Linked DNA regions of Mus musculus: region 1 is linked to region 2. Evidence: chromatin contacts called from public HiChIP or PLAC-seq data. All regions are on one chromosome and are shown on one strand. The core of a region is the stretch at or near the end of the contact, and the rest is flanking DNA. Distances in the headings are between cores, read along the strand shown.

Evidence for each region. HiChIP or PLAC-seq counts read pairs in DNA pulled down with a chosen protein or histone mark.
Region 1: a contact with region 2 is called in an H3K27ac HiChIP or PLAC-seq map of the NIH/3T3 cell line, with 5 times the contacts expected there. The contact joins the enhancer-like site here to the promoter of Anxa3 in region 2. A contact is called at or near these places in 3 of 39 promoter capture datasets (the 3T3-L1 cell line and the C10 cell line), 1 of 484 Hi-C or Micro-C datasets (the C2C12 cell line) and 1 of 115 datasets of contacts at active chromatin or transcription factors (the NIH/3T3 cell line).

Annotation. Positions count from the first base shown.
Region 1 is chr5:98,941,675-98,945,479 of GRCm38.p6, forward strand. It overlaps Prkg2 (protein kinase, cGMP-dependent, type II), which reads right to left. Exons shown (of 19, transcript NM_008926.4): 16 at 1,740-1,862; 17 at 480-542. Among named protein-coding and RNA genes, the nearest start is that of Gm42123, 53 kb to the left of the region's middle. Within about 2 kb of position 2,302, at least 46 of the 459 cell types and tissues checked have an H3K27ac peak or open chromatin away from gene starts, as enhancers often do. A contact at or near this core is called in the C2C12 cell line and the NIH/3T3 cell line, where this site is marked.
Region 2 is chr5:96,790,765-96,794,723 of GRCm38.p6, forward strand. Anxa3 (annexin A3) reads left to right here and starts at 2,621. Exons shown (of 13, transcript NM_013470.2): 1 at 2,621-2,799.

The sequences.
Region 1 (3,805 bases), core at 1,052-3,551, 2.2 Mb after region 2:
TATTAAGGAAAGCATATTAAGACCTATTTGGGCAACAATTACTAGCAAACTATACAAAGGAAAACTACACCTTGAAACACCCAGAAGTTGAAAGCCTGTAATGGAGCAAGGCGGTCTCCTGAGAGAACCTGCCATGGTCATCTCACATACTGGTGACCTATACATCAGCTGGATACCAGACATGGTTAGTTGGGAAGAGGGAACCTCAACTGAGAAAGTGCCCCCCACCCTCCGATTAACCTATGGGCAAGCCAGTAGGCAGTACCCTCCACGGCCTCTGTATCAGTACCCGCCTCCAGGTGGCTGTGTTGATTTCCCTGGATGATGGACTATATATAAGCTGTGAGATGAAATGAGCCCTTCCCTCCCCAGGCTGCTTTTGACCGTGGTATTTATCACAGCAAAAGAAACCCTACCTAAGACACCTGGTTATTCTGCACATTTATATGTTTATGTCAGCAACAAGGAAAATCAGTTACCTGTGTTTCTTAATGTCGTTGATCCCGTTCTTCAGATTTCCCAGCCTTTCTGTTGGGTTTTGCCTAAAATGATTGATGGGAGAAGTTAACAACAACAACAACAACAACAACAACATACAAGTGGTTTTAGAAAAAAGAATAGTGCTTGTGTTTAAATTCATTTACTCAATAACTTTCATCAGATCCTACTGCAGGCCAGCCATTTGACCACAGGGAGAAAACAAAATTATGGTCCTTCCATGGAGGAGCTGCAGCTGAGTGTCTGGATTCATCTATCTGTTCTCTGCATGAGCTGTGGATAGACTTGAATAAATACTAGCTTGCAAACTTAGTTGCAAATGCTGCTGAGAAAACTGGGAAATGTGTTAGGATTTCATTTACATCCAAGCTGCAATCTCAGAAGTGTGTAGGTATTCCTATTTGCAAATCCCAAACTAGGTTTGATGTTTTTGATTTACTAACTTTATATGCTTTAAAAACATCTCCAAAGGTGGGACAGGGGCACAGCAGTGCATTGGAGTTTGGGCCAAACAAAACAAAGCTCTAGAAGTCTCCAATGTTTCTCTGAAAATTGATGTTTTCGATAGTAAGTCAAAGGCTGAAATAATTTAAAAGAAGACTGGAAAAGTACATTTTCTTAAAGACTACGAAGGGGCTGGAGAGATAGCTCAGTGGGTGAAAACATTGACTATTCTTCCAGAGGACTCAAGTTCAAGTCCAAGCACCTGTAGAGCACTCACAGCTGTCTCTAACTCCAGCCCCAGGAGACACAACAATGCCCTTTTTTAATTTCTATGGACATGCACATGGTGCACAGACATGCATACAGGTAAAATACCTATAAACACAAAATAAAAATAAATAAAAATCTTTTCTTGAACTCTGTTAAAAAACAAAAAGGAAAGAAGACTACTAGGGAGCTGGAGACACAGCTCAGCTCCATGGTCAGGGGAATTTGCTGTTTCTCCTGAGGACCTGTAATGGGTCCCCAGCATCTACACGACAACTCACAACAGTCTATAACTCCAGTTCTAGATATGATGACATCGCCTAGCCTCTGAAGGCACCAGGCATGCACCCGTGCACAAATACACATGCAAAAATATTTTCAAAAATATTTAACTTAAAAACTTTCTTCAGTTACAACAGCAACATAAGATGTCCAAGTACTGAACGCACAAACGTAATTGCAAAACATCTCCGCATTGCACGGGGAGCAGAAGCCTTCACACTTCCTCTGTGGCCCATGGTCATTCTCACCTGCAAAGCCTCCGGATCAAATCCTCAGGGCGCCTTGTTATCTTTCTGGGGAAATCCATTTTCTCGATTCCCTTGAGAATCAAATTGTAGGTCATCATTTGGTCTATCCCAGAAAAGGGAGGGCTGGAGAAGACACAAAATAAGACGCACTTCAGAGAGAGTCTTGTGGGGCTCCTCTTTTCCTACTTCTCTTTCCACTCCGGTTCTGTTCTCTGACCCTCCCTCTTAGTTACTTTACAACAAATTGGGGTATATTGTGGAAAGCCTTTAATCAATTTCCCATCACTTAAATAACCCCTAAAAGGAGAAGACAGAAAGGGAGGGGGTGTGATTTTCTTGTGTGTGTGTGTGTGTGTGTGTGTGTAAGAAGGTGAGTAGGAAAAGCCTCCTTTCTACGCTGACAAAGGAGAAGTCTGAATGGACAGAGGGAGCCAATGAGACACAGAGTTGTCTTGTTTGAGATCACTGAGTTCTGAGACAGGAAGTACAAAGGAATGTGTCGGGAGTGGGCAGGAGTGGGCAGTAAATGGTAGAATGAGTAAGCTTCCAGGGACGCTGAGAGATTACCACAGCATCCTGTGTATCCCGTGGGCTACAGTGAAGATCTGGGCATGGATCTGAGTCAGTGGTAGAACTTACAGCAACTTGAGTCATCTTTTTTAATACAAGAAATAAAGTCCAGTATGGGGTGAGGCTGGCAGGCTGGCGGTGGGAAGCTGTGCTGAAGATATTGAAAGAGACGTGGCTCTATCTAGTCCATGGACTGTACTAATTATGTCTCTTTGTCAGATTTATATGTTGGAACCATAATCTTGAAGTGATGGGATTTTATAAAGTTAATTAGGTTGAGAGTGTGCCTATCAATGAATAGGATTGGTGACCTTCTAAGACAGGAGTCTGGCTGGCCATCTTTTTCCTAGCGAGGATCCTATAAGTCTACAACTAAAAGGGAGTCCTCACTAGAGCTCAACTTTTTGCTGAGGCTTCCAGCCTCCCAAACTGCAAGAAATAAATGAGCTTTAAAAAAAGTCACCAGCCTATAGAATTTTGTGATATAGCCTGGCCTAAGACTAATGATAAAACTAACAGGATTTGCCAACGTAGTGAATGTGGTGGGGAAGAGAGAAAAGAAATTCAAGAATGATTCCTGGCCACGGTGCCCACTGAATAGAACTATTTTCCCTAAGATGGACAAACTAGGGACGAGGCAAGTGCTATAATTTGGGTCTAGGCTAGTCCCCAGAGGCCCCGGTCCCCAAGCTGTGTCATAATGGAGACGTAACAGGAACTTTTCGGAATGAGGCCAGAAGAAAGGCCATTGGAGAAAGGACCTTAACTGGAATATTGAGATGTTCGTCTCTTCCTCTTTGTGTTCTGGCCACCTCATAGTGACAGACATCATTTGCCGCATGCTCTGTCATAACGTGCCATGTTCCCAAATCTACAGGGTCAGTGATTCATAGACTGAAACAAGGAACCAGAATACATCTTTTCTTACTTCTAAGTGACCTCAGGTATTTGGTCACAGCAATGGAAAGTCACCTGACTCAGTGTTGCTGCAGCTAGTCACCGGGGAAAGGACCCTGGCTATGTTGCAGAGCCATGTGGACCTGAGAGGCAGGCCATTGGGTTTATGGGCCTAACATTGAAGAGAAACACTAGGAAGATTAACTTGGTCCATCTCATCATCTCATAAGGTTTATGGTTGTAGGACTTGAGGATATGACGCAGTAAGTGTTAGGTGGAAAAGAGGTCAAGGACTGACTGGTTCAATGTAACTATCAGGAAAATGAGAAAACTCAGAAATGAGTACAGAGATGGGGCTATCACGGTAAGATGAGGAGGGAGAGGCAGGGCCTGTAAAGCACCGAAGAGAATACTTCAAAGACTAGTGGGGTTTAGATGTAGCCACCAAAGTGGGGCAACATTTTAATTTGTTTATCACTTTGATTCCTAAAACATTTTCATGTCTGGGCTAGTACACCATTTAAAATTTGAAGATTAAAAAACACCTAATTACTCTGTTGTTTAGCAACTATGGCTGTACTACTTGGAAACCAACTGTC
Region 2 (3,959 bases), core at 1,371-3,870:
CTTCTCAAGGTCTCCGTAGTTTTGTCTTTTCCAGAATGTCACAGAGTAGGAACCACACCCTTTACAAGCTGGCTTCTTCACTTAACCAGATACATTTCAGGTACCTTTATAGCTTGATTGCTCACCTGCTTTGGGTCCTGAATAAAATTACAATATACAATGTACCACAGTCTACTGCCCATCCACCTACTGAAGGACATCTTGGTACTTTCACATTTCCGCAATTACGAATAAAGCTGGTACAAATACGTATGTGTAGTTGTTAGCGAGCACAGAGCTTCCGTGATACTTGGACAAACACCAGTAAGCACAATTCCTGGATTGAATAATAAGACTATATTTAGTTTTGTAAGAAGCAACTAAATTATCTTCCATATGGCTGGACCACTTTCTTCTTTTATCCTCACTAGCAATCTGTTCTGTGTGGTCAGGCTTGTTAGTAACACTATGACCCTGGGCATTTGATTTAAGTTTTCAAACCTGACCAGACCACCTACAGGGATCAGTGGGTAAAGGCACCTGCCACGGACCTTAACCATCTGAGTTCACATGCCATTGTGCTTGTGAACTCACACACACACACACACACACACACACACACACACTATACATACCATTCCATACCATTCCATACACACATACATACACACACAGCATCTGAGCTCACGTGTCACCTATACAGATACAAGTTTACACACACACACACACACCATCTGAGCTCACATACAATTGCATGCACATACACATGCACACACAAACACATACCTCCCATCTGAGTTCATATGCCATTAAACATGCCACACACAAAAGCATGCACACATACACAAATATGCACACATAGGCACATATACAGACATAAATAAATGTAAAAGGAATTAAGAACTAATAAATAGTATTTTATAGTACTGCTACATCAATATTTGGAACTAACATAAAATAACATATGAGAAAAACTATAACTATGCCCCAATACAGAAAACCTAAGATTCTTGATGAAGTTCTGCACCGAGGTAGAGTAACATCAGGGCTGGTCTGCTGACCACATCCACTTACTTGACCTGCTCACTCAGTTTGTCTACACTTGCTTCCTCTTCTGTACATCTTTATGTTTTGTGGTGGTGGTGGTGGTGATGATGACGGTGATGATGAGGGTAATGATGGTGATGCTGGAGGTTGTGGTGATGCTGGAGGTTGTGGTGGTGATGGTGGTGGTGGTGGTGGTGGTGGTGGTGGTGGTGATAGTGGTAGTGGGGTGTATATGCACATGCGTTTGTTGTGTGTGTCTGAGCATGCAGAAACCAGAGCAGTATGTCTTCCAGTGTTGCTGTCTGCCTTATTCCCTTGACAGAGTCTCACACAGAACCAGGAACTTACCATTGGTTAAGCTGGTTTGCCAGCCAGCTCCAAAACACAGATTAATACCAAATTTTACATGGGTCCTGAGGATTCAAACTTAGGACCTCGTTTTTTACAAACTTTTTACCCTCTGAGATATTCCCCTAGCCCCTCTGTTCCACAGGCTTTAATAAAAACTTCTGTGTCCTAGAAACAACCTGAAGAATGTAAAAGTAAACAGATGACATAGTCCACTAACTTCAATGTCTGATAATTAGTGGCTTTTCCACCTATCTTCTTTCACAGACACTACCCGATATTAAGTGGATGTCTTTAGGTTTCTATTGCTGGGGTAAAACATCGTGGCGAAAAGAAACTTGAGGAGGAAGGAACGAGTTTGTTTCAGTTTATGCGTCCGCAGCACACCCTGCCATTGAAAGAAGTCAGGGCAGGAACCTAGAGGGACCCTGGAACCGGAAGCAGGAGCTTGCGCAAAGGCCAAGGGAAGAATGCTGTCTATTTTGCTCTCTAGGACTTGATCAGTCCTTAAAGGCATACAAGGACCAGCAGCCCAGGGATAGCACCGCCCACAATGGTCTGGGTCCTCCCACCTCAAACGCTAATTAAGGAAACAGAGTCCTAAAGGCTTGCCTAAACCTCATTTTATGGGAGTCACTTTCTCAATTAAGGGTTCTAGTTTGTGGGGAGCTGACACAAAACTGGCCATTTTAGTGGGAATTTAATGTTTATCCTCCGTGACTTACCTGTGGTTCTGAGGGCTCAAAACACAAACACTGGTGCTTCTCTGAGCTCTAATCCTCCCTTTAGAGTCAAAAGGCCAAGCAGAGACACTCCTCAGACTCATAAACTCAAAATCTAGCTCTGCCGTTCTTTCTGTATGATTTGACCTCCCTTGCCTCTGTGACTCCTTGTAAAATGAGTACAATCGCATCTGTCTTGTAGTTTGGTTATCATGCGGGGTTTAGACCAGTGCCTGACTCGAAGGACCCTCTAGGTAAGTAAGCCATACTTAGTATAGGTACCTGTGAGGACTGTCAACTCTGAATCCATGCTGTCTAGAAAATGAGCCAAGCCCTAAAAGGAGGGGGTGGGAGTGGGGGTGGGCGGGGGATGGGCGGGGGGTGAGAAAAGTGAAAAGAAAGAAGACAGAGGAAAGGGTTTGGGTTTGGAGGAAGCTGGAGGAGGATGTGAGGGAGACAGGGGAAGGGGAGGGCTTGCGAGGGGGGCGTGGTGGGTAGGTCACGACTGGAGCAGAGAGGATCCTGGATCCAAGAGCCACTTGCAAGCCGGTCCTGGGCAGTCCGTGAGTAGAAACAGGAGGAGGGGCTGAGGAAGGGTGCGGTCTGGGTTGCCACCCAGGCTAGCCGGGAGCTACGGCCGGCCGAGGCTGATCTTTCACCTTCGCTGAGCTTCTGCCTGGGCTTCGCCTCCGCGGCCCCAAGGGTAAGTTTCCCATGCCCGCCCCTCTACAACCACGGAACATCAGGTTCCCGCGGAGTCCCAGGTCGTGAGCGCAGCTTGCTCCTGGGGCTGTTCCCTCCCCTCCCTTCCCCCAAGCCCTCTTCCCTTCTATGGAAATAGAAGAGACTTGACCTGGGGGGCACAAGGGCCGAGCTGAGTAAGTTATCAAACTTAGGGTCTTGCAGCCCAAGCTCACATCCAGGGGACTGCTCATTCCTAAATGTCTCGGAAACATTTAAAAGAAGAAGGGTTAGAGGAAGGTCTCCTGCCCCTGCTCAGAGTTCTGTGCTGAGAACTTTTTTCCTAAGGCTCCCATGAGAGATCTTTCTCCCCTCCAAGTGTCTTTTAGCTTTACTTTGTATAGGTAGGAGAAAGATGTATTGGACTTTGAGAGTTGGGGAACTTCGGTTTTCTCTTTTAAAAGACACCGTTTTCTTTGATTGCAACAGAATTCTATTCACTAGACATGAATCACCTCCCCTGCTTCTTGAGTCAGCAGGTGAGGTATCGAGGTAGAGGTATGTGGTTTGTGATTGCAAATAGCCATATATAGAAGTTCTGGGTCCTGTGCCAATAGAAAGTTGAGCAGCCGGGGCAAAATTCTTCCCCAGGAGGTGCGTTAAAGAGAAGAGGTTCCTGCCCCCGAGAGAACTTCAGTTTCTACTCCTCACCAACATCATAAAAAGCAGACTAAAAGGTTATTCTATGAAGAATCATTACTGGTTTTCCTGAAGGTGGAAGTTTCAAACTGCCTAGAAAGGTACTTTTAAACTCAAACGAAGATCAGACCACTGTCCGCAGATCTGTTGGTGTTGAGAAATCGGTAGAAATGCCAGCAGGAGGAAGTACAAGAAAATGTAGCTGCTGTAATCCCCTTCAGGAAGGATGTGTTTAAAGCTCTATTGTTAGATCACTTGGCTTGCACTATGGAGTAATTCTCTACTTTTTACAAGCTTAAAGGATGGCTTGATAATACTTCTTAGAAATTTCCACATTATATTGGATCAACAAATGTCAAGCATCAGTTTGGGTCCGGGGCCACAGGGCTTGGGGATTAACGGTTCATTCCTTTGCAATCTAGATGCCTGGGTTCAGTCGGGTCGACCCAATAGCTGTATGGTGGGGATTTCACTATTGCTTCC